Linked DNA regions of Sparus aurata: region 1 is linked to region 2. A link is a contact called in public Hi-C data. All regions are on one chromosome and are shown on one strand. Each heading gives the region's core, a stretch centred on a gene start, on an enhancer-like site or on the middle of the called end of the contact. The rest is flanking DNA. Distances are from core to core; before and after follow the strand shown.

What was found. Hi-C and Micro-C count contacts between places; a contact is called where the count stands out from the background.
Region 1: a Hi-C map of an unstated tissue shows a contact between it and region 2, with 7 times the contacts expected there. The contact joins the promoter of magi3a here to the promoter of rsbn1 in region 2. A contact is called at or near these places in 2 of 2 Hi-C or Micro-C datasets (skeletal muscle and an unstated tissue).

The regions. Positions count from the first base shown.
Region 1 is chr7:5,881,888-5,886,093 of fSpaAur1.1, reverse strand. magi3a (membrane associated guanylate kinase, WW and PDZ domain containing 3a) reads left to right here and starts at 2,022. Exons shown (of 21, transcript XM_030421753.1): 1 at 2,022-3,409. The coding sequence starts at 3,103.
Region 2 is chr7:5,747,298-5,751,397 of fSpaAur1.1, reverse strand. rsbn1 (round spermatid basic protein 1) reads left to right here and starts at 1,794. Exons shown (of 7, transcript XM_030421759.1): 1 at 1,794-2,479. The coding sequence starts at 1,840.

The DNA of each region.
Region 1 (4,206 bases), core at 773-3,272, 130 kb before region 2:
TAAATAAGTTAAAGGTGCAGTATGTAAGAATTGGCCACCTGTCAAATTCTTTCTCCAAAAAAAAAGGAGGCGGAAATGTCACCAGAATAACAACTTAAAGCTGCCGTTAGCTGGTTAGCTCAATTAGCCGTGCAGCTAGCGGTCCTGAGTCGGAGCTCTGGGGAAGTGTTGGTGTTTACACTGCGAGCAGAGGAGCTTTGGACCGGGACATTCTGAGGCTAACTGCTTAGCAAGCGTCATAATGATGAAACTGTTATTACTTTACATTCTGTCTTTTAAGCTAACTATTGCACCTTTAATGCAGTTTATTTGTTTATGTGATTACACAAGGACTAATAATATCTTTATATCTTTGCTGTCCTTGAATATAAGAAATGAATGTATAGATATATCCGTCCTAATTGCACCGATGATCTAGACGATAGTTGCTACCTGCTTTCTTCTCTTCTCTCAAATCGGTATTTTCTAAATCCTATTTTAGGGATTTATTTTGGTTTACACCAGTGGCGGTTCTAGACCAGTTTTAATAGGGGGGCCAGGTTGGGGCTGGCTTTTTTGTTAGGGGGCACATACAACCCGGAAAGAAAGGACAAATCCTTCATTCAGACAAAACAGTGTTTACAATTTCAGCAATTTTGATTGGGTAGTAAACTGCTGAGACACTTTATTTCTGCCTTTCCCTTCAGAACAAAATCATTGGAAGAAATCTGTCATGGTGTTATTAATGCAGACACCCTGTCAGGGGGGCCACAGGGGGGTCCAGACTCAGAGTTACGGGGGCACTGGCCCCTGTTGGCCCCCCCCCCTAGAACCGCCCCTGGTTTACACAGAACACACAAGCCTGAAACACACTCTTATCCACGTGCATGAATGTGGAGAGAGAGAGAAGTCAGAGGGAGGGAGCTGCCCTGTGAGCAGTTACAGGGTTTGGGTGCCTTTCCCAAGGGCAGTCCGCCCCTGACTGGTCCGAACGGGTCTTGAGCCGGTTCCCCAAGCCAAGTCCCTACAGACCAGAGCTACTGCTGCTCCCTGATTACATAAGAGTATGAGATTGAGATTGTTTGTTGGGTTATCTTATTGGTTTCTGTATTAAGCGTTCATTTGAATAGCAACATTACAAATGTGCGTTCATTGGATTTTCTGTTCTGTTCCTGTCAGTGCACTTAAACAAGGCAGTGGTTTGGATCTGGTGCTGCTCATTGTTATGATTGTATGTGTAAATACAGATTCTTCCAATTTGTTCTTAATGAAGTTTTGTTGATGAACATTACTGAGACCCCGGGAGGATTAGCTGCTGTTTTAATACTTTAGTTAATGACGTGTGATGTTTTGTTGATGAACTCGGCTCCGGCTCACCAGACGATGAACGGAACCGCAAACCAGCTGTTGCAAAAAAAAAAAAAACAGAAACACACAAGAGGTGTGAGTAAAAAACGATCAAATGTTGCCTGTTTTTAATACTTCAAACACAAAGCCTCTGTGTATCTGCGTGCTAGTAGGAAGTGAAATGAATTAGGTGCCAGACTCTGATGTTTCCAACCACAAGGGGGCACAATTGCGCAAGAAATCGCCTCCAACACGTCGCCAACTCTTCAGTCCCGAGCAGGAAAAGGTTGTGGAAAACACTTAATGGACCTGAAACTACAGAATACAACTCAAGAATGACGCAGAGGGTCCACCGCACTGTACAGTGAACACACAGGAACCGGGCGGACCGGATCCAAAAACTGGGGGTCGAACCATCCCGAACTTCTCCTAAACATTTCCCACGTGAAAAATATGAGTCCCAGCGCCGGAACTCCGCCTTGCTGAACACACCATGGAAACAAAATCCAGCGCTTCCCAACCACAGAGGACCCGCCCCCCCACGTCAGTCACCATTGGTTCAGTGGAGAGTCTTCAGGATCGGCCCCCCGGTGTCTGATTGGACAGAAAGCCCCTTCAATCAGGAAAGCAACACGGAAAGAGATCCCACATTATTAAAAAAAAAAAAAAAAAAAAAAAAAAAAAAAGTTGTGGAGTGAAGCCTAATCGGATCACGACTGTTTCATGCAGCTGCGTGTGTTTTTTTAGTTGGGAAAACCAAATCCCCACCACAGCGCGTCTGGAGCCGCCGGGGAAAGAGCGCAGAGCGCGGGACGGGCAGCCGGAGGAGGAGGAGGGCTTCAGCGGCGAGAGGAATCACATAACCCGCCCGGTTCAGAGGAGGGCCAGGTATGTTGTTCCGTTTCCAAGGACTGCCTTTGCTGATGTCACCGCGGAGGAGGGCAGGGAGAGGAGGACAGGTGCGCGCAGTAAAGTTGTCTCTCCTGTAGATGAGGAGCTGTCACGGAGCGGAGACTGACCGCCGATCAGCCTTTTCATGGAAAGCAGTTTTTTTTTTTTTAAGTTTTCACCCCATTCGTACAAACTCTTCTCTGGGCTGTGTCATCGATTGGACTTGATTTTTTCCCCCCCTCCTGAAGTCTCAAGTGGAATATAAACACTCCACGCGTTTTTTTTTGTGTGTGTTTTTTTTTTTGGAAGTGACGGTTTGCGCACGGACTGCGGGGCTCGCAGGATCCGGATCCCGCACTGATAAGAATTTATATTAAAATCTGGGTTTTACAGGCGTGAAGGAAGCTGCTGTTTTTTTTTTGGGTTTGGTGCTGTGGTGAACTGGGGTGTGGGGGATCGAGGCGGCCCCGGCATCGAGAGGCAACACTTTTCCGCTTCAATGCGACACTGACGCAGCCGCTCTCGCATCCCCCGCCTGGTCTCAGACAGGTGATGCTCGAGTGACTCAATGGGAGGATCGATCATCATCATCATCAACAACAACATCGGAGGGAGTTTGATCTGAGAAAAAAAAAACAAAAAAAGAAAAGCTCCACTCCTCCTGGTAATGGAATACAACTCGAGACAGCAGCCCTCAACTTCTCTGAATCTGCGATGATTTCCCCGTGCGTCACTGCGTCTTGAGGATCGGAAGCTGTTTTCTTGTTTGTTGTCGTGGGGTTTTTTTTCTTTACGTTGAAGGACGCTCATTCTTGGACTTCCTCCCCCTCCACCACCTTTTTTTTTTTTTTTTTTTTTTTTTTTCTTACACAAGAGCCACCAACAATGTCCAAGACGCTGAAGAAGAAGAAGCACTGGTCCACCAAAGTACAGGAGTGCACCGTGTCGTGGGGGGGATCCGGGGAGCTGGTCACGGTGGTCGAGGTGCGAGGCGGCGCGGAGCTGGGAGAGTTCCCCCACCTCGGGCACATAGTTTCGGAGGCGCTGGTTTGTCACGCCGGGAGGTTCCCCGGCAGCGGGGACGTGCTGCTGGAGGTGAACGGCACTCCCGTGAGCGGACTGACCAACCGAGACACGCTGGCTGTCATCCGCCACTTTCGGGAGCCCATCCGCATGAAGACTGTGAAACCAGGTGTGTACCCCCCCTCTCCTCTCCTCCCCATCCCCCACCACCCTTCCCTACCCTACCTCTGAAACCTGCCCTGTGTGTGTGATGTGCATTCAAATGATGTGTAACCTGCAGAGAGAAGAAGCCCAGGAACAGGTCTGTGTAGTGGCATGAATGAATAAATGAATCAGAGGGACTCTTTGGGGGGGTACAGCCTCACAGCTGAGCCCCTGTGTGCCTGCAGGGCGGTGTGCAGGAGGCTCAGGTGTGTGTGTGTGTGTGTGTGTGTGTGTGTGTGTGAAAGCCCGTCCACAGGTCAAAATCTGCCTTTCCAGCCGGTTTTGTGTCTGAATCATCTGTCCGCATGTCTCCCCTTCATTCATGCGGACACTCACAGCAGCGTCTGCAGTGCTGCCTGTGCCTCTGCCTCTGCAGCACCATCCGCCACGGTCACGCTTGCTTGTTGGAGCCTTCTCGTCCTACAGAGCCCTGATCTACATCATGCACTACAACACGAGCTGAAGGGGGGGGGGGGGGGGGGGGGGGGGGGGGGGGGGTCTGTGATCTTGTTTGCGTCCACAACGCAGACTTGCCTCAGTGTCGTTTTTGTGATTCTGTGTGCGTGCGTGAGCTCAGCTAAAAGCTTTTGATCGGATTTATGTGTCTGTTATTGTTACTTCCTTCCTTTAAGGGCTCACACACACTAACACTCACTCACGCCCGATGGGTGTGTTGAATGTGCCCAAACGCAGTGGCGTGCCCAAGTCCAGCAGTCAATGTGGGACAGGATGGGTGTGTGTGTGTGTGTGTGTGTGTGGATG
Region 2 (4,100 bases), core at 545-3,044:
AGAGTCTCGTGGAAAGTCATGATTACAAGATCAAAATCCATAATTATCAAGTTCAAGTTACTTTATTAGTACCCAGAGGTAGATTTTGTTTGCAGTAGTAGAGTCCTCATACACACATATGGGAAAACATAGAGACACAATCACACATCATCCAACTAAGGACAGTGGAAGTAAAAAAAATTTTTAAAAAAAAGGCAAATTAAGAATTTCTTCAAAGTTTTTAAAAAGTTCTTACAGGTCCAAATCATTCTAAGATATTGAAATTGAACTGAACAACTAATAGTAAAAAGAAAAATGTACAAAATTAATCAATAAATATGATTTAGAAACAGATATAATGGGTAAACATAAATAGATAAGTGAAATAAAATAAATACAGCAATGAGTAAATAAGTAAAAGCAGCAATAATTAATCATTTGTGCAAAATAAAGTTATTACTTATTCTTCTTCTATTTTGTTTTGCACTTAGGGATTGTAAACCTGCACCCAGAGGGGAGAAGCTGAAACTCATTGTGCAATGAGTGGGAACTGCCCTTTAAAATTGGACAACATATGCTTTGCAGTTGTTTTGTCTCCACGTTGAGCTGTGGCTCACTAACCAGCCTGCTGGACCACTTTACCATCCGGTTAACTGAGTTTTTATTTTCCAAAGAGAGGTTCCCAAACCAGGCTGCTAGTGTAAATAACAGAGATGTAAAGATGTCAAGTCGAGACTATTAGATAAAAAGTCATAAGTTTGAGATTTTGAGAGATGCAAACACCATAGTTATGAGATAAAAAGTCAACATTTATCTCCTAATGTTGACTCTTTCTCTTATAAGCACGGTGGTGAGGTGGTTACTGCTGTAAAAAGGACCTTGGTGTTGAGACCTGGCTGCTGCAGAGAGCCCTTCTGTGCAGAATCTGCATGCTCTGCCCGTGTCTGCGGAGGTTTTCTCCAGGTCCATGCAAAGACATGCAAAAAAGAGTCAGGTGAATCTGTTGTCTGTAGGTGTGAATGTGAGCATGAATGGTTGTTTGTCCCTGTATGTCAGCCAGGTATGTGAACAGGTTGTACCTCAGGTTGTCAGCTGGGTCAGGCGGTTTCAGATAATGGAAGGATTTTATAATCATGATTGACCATGATTTTTTCATCAAGCTTAGTTTTCTTTTTCTTTGCTATTTGTGAGAAAAGTAGATTTTTGAGTCTCATTCCCAACTTGTCAAAAAACTGACCTTAAGTACAGCGGCTGACGATCCTACGATCCCTGCAATCATTTAGGAACATTTAGTCAGAAATCAGACCCAAAGAAATCAACTTTTGTTACAAATCGCACCTTTAAATGGCAGAAATCTGCCTCCAAATCATTTGACCTATTTTTTCCAGATAGAAAATGTCGTATTTCAATCTAAAAATACTTTGAAAAACCTCATTAAAATACCAGTTTTTATTGTTTTAGACTTTAAATCTCATGATCATGTCCCAACAGTTCCCTTATTGTCTCTGCAGTGTATTCTAACACATCCTCCCGGTGCGCTCTGCTCCACGCTGTTATCACTCTGCGCCGCAGCTGAAGCAGCCACTGCCTCTCGTGGCTGCGATCAAATTAACCATGACGTCAGCTGAGCCGAAGTGAGTGCGTGCGGTGCAGCACGCAGTCAGTGAGGCACGAACTGCAACTCCCATGTAGCTTTGCAGCATCACAAAACTACATATCCCACCGCCACCCGCGTTACGCGTGCGCAACGGAGCCAAAGCTTAAAAATAAACTACAAATTAGCGGCGATAGGACTACACATTTTCGGGGACATGCGCAGAAGCGCGCCCGAGTCCCTTTAAATGTACTGTACGTGCAAAGATGGCAGCTCGGGTCGACCTGCTCCGTGCCAAAGTAGAAGAAGAGCGGCTGAGGGAGAGTCTGGACCGCTTCATCCAGGAGAGGAAGAAGAAGAAGAGCAGGGAGCTGTCGCCGCCGGCTGACAAGCGGGAGAGGTGTGAGAAGGAGGCGAAGAAAGTGAAGCTCCATCACCACCACCACCACCAACAACAACAACACCACCAACACCAACACGCCGAGCACCGGGCGCACCAGCTGCAGCAGAATCCCAAACCCCACAACTTCAGCGCAGGTAAACATGTCCTGCACAGCCACAAACACAGCCACCACCACCACCACCATCACCACCACCACAGCATCAGCAACGGTGCGAAGAAGAGCCTGCAGCCGTCTCTGCCTCCTCCACCACCACCAACACCACCACCTCCTCCACCACCTCCTCCTCCTCCTCCTCCTCAGCGGAAGGTACCAGAGCAGCTGCAGAAGAAGCGAGCGGTGCCTCCGGAGCCTCCTGCGCTCTTCACTTTCACGCCTCTCAACATGGTCAAGGCCAAAGCTCCGGAGTTCAAGGAGAAGCACCGGGAGAAAGACGTGAAGCTCAAGCTCAAGAAGGAGAACACCGAGGCGAACGTGAAGCACGCCGAGCTGAAGAAAAACAAGGGTGAGTGTCGTGAACACAGCAGGGACCCCACAAGTCATGAACCATCCTCAATCATCATGGATGTCATTGATTTATTTTATTTTTTTTAAGACAAATGATGACATCAGCTTAAAAACTTGCAGTGAAAAGATGAATCTTCCATCTGTCTATGAATCACAGGAGATCTGAACATCTGGTATGGACTCCACAAGTGTGATGATTCATGTTATTCCAGCATGATTCCGCGTGTGTCATAAAGCTTCCTGTGTGGTCACATATGTCAAGGAAAGTCCATGACAGCCAGGACAGACAGACAGACAGGAAGTAGTTCATGCAGTGAGGGGTCATTGTGACATCACACCTGAACCTCAGCGCCATTCAACCTTTATGGGGTCACTCATGGGTTCCAGTACGCAGACTACCGTACTATTTAGTGTGCAAGAAACAGACTTGTATGTCCCAGAGTGAGGGGTGAAGTATGTGAAATGCAGTGTGACCCACAATCCTCTTTCAGGAGGATTGTGGGTCATCCTGGTGAAGGTGTGTTTCATTGCTGATGGAGCAGAAACACCTGACTGACAGCATTGACAGGTGGAGCATGTTTAAGTTAAAATACTGCGTTGTTTGTACTCCAAAGCTAAAGCTGAGGCAGATACAGAGGCGGAGCAGGAGGGTTAAAGATCAAGACGCACCGCTGATGCCTCACAAAGCGTCCTGTGACATCACGGGAACCTCTTTGCAACGCTGTCGCATCATGCTGGGACAAAATGAGTCAGAACGGTTTTTCACAAGCTTGTGGAGTCCATGCCAGCTGGATGGAGTGCGTGCTGTCATCGAAGCAGAAGGGGGGGAAATCCCAAATACTAAGAATTTTCATTCAACCTTTCACTCCAACTGTTAAAGCTGCTGTAAGCGTGGTCGTCGTTACAGTTAACTTCCTGTTCTCCGGTTTGTGAGGCAGCTGTGTTTCTTCTCTTTAAGCGTTTTTTTCATCGCTCGGCCTGTTTCGTAGTGTGAGCCGTAACCGGGAGCGTTGGAATAACCAGCTGTTGCCGGTTCCACCACTGTCAGAACAGCAGGAGCCTGCTCTCTACATGCAGACAACACGCTCTCTTCATGCAGTCCAGGGATACCAGAAAATGTTTTTAATCTCAACATACTGTTGGAATACAGAGCTAGTTAACACTCATTTTTCATAAGAATGTCATAAAGTACAGCAGCTTTAAGCTCCTGTTATGATAAATTACAGTATTCAAAATAAGTATTTTGACTTTCTGACCCTTCAGTGTATGTTTTCTCTTTGTCTTTCAAATATCTTGCAACTTATGCTGCATAAGTCTGCAGGATATTTAAATGTTCCACTCACTAGAGTATAGTATGATACTGCCTATATTTAATTTATGAATTATGCATTGTTTAGAAAATAATCAAATGTAGTGTCTCTCGTTTCTTGAAAATTCCAATGTTGATGTATCGGCACATTATTTGCAATGATCCATCAAGTGCGGTTGTCAAACACAGGAATGTAATGAAAAGCAGGATTTTTTAAAAACTTTTTAGCCTAAAATTAGACCAGTGAAGAAATCACCACCAGCATTCTTTTCTGTGTTATAATCTACAAATAAATAACATTCATATTGAG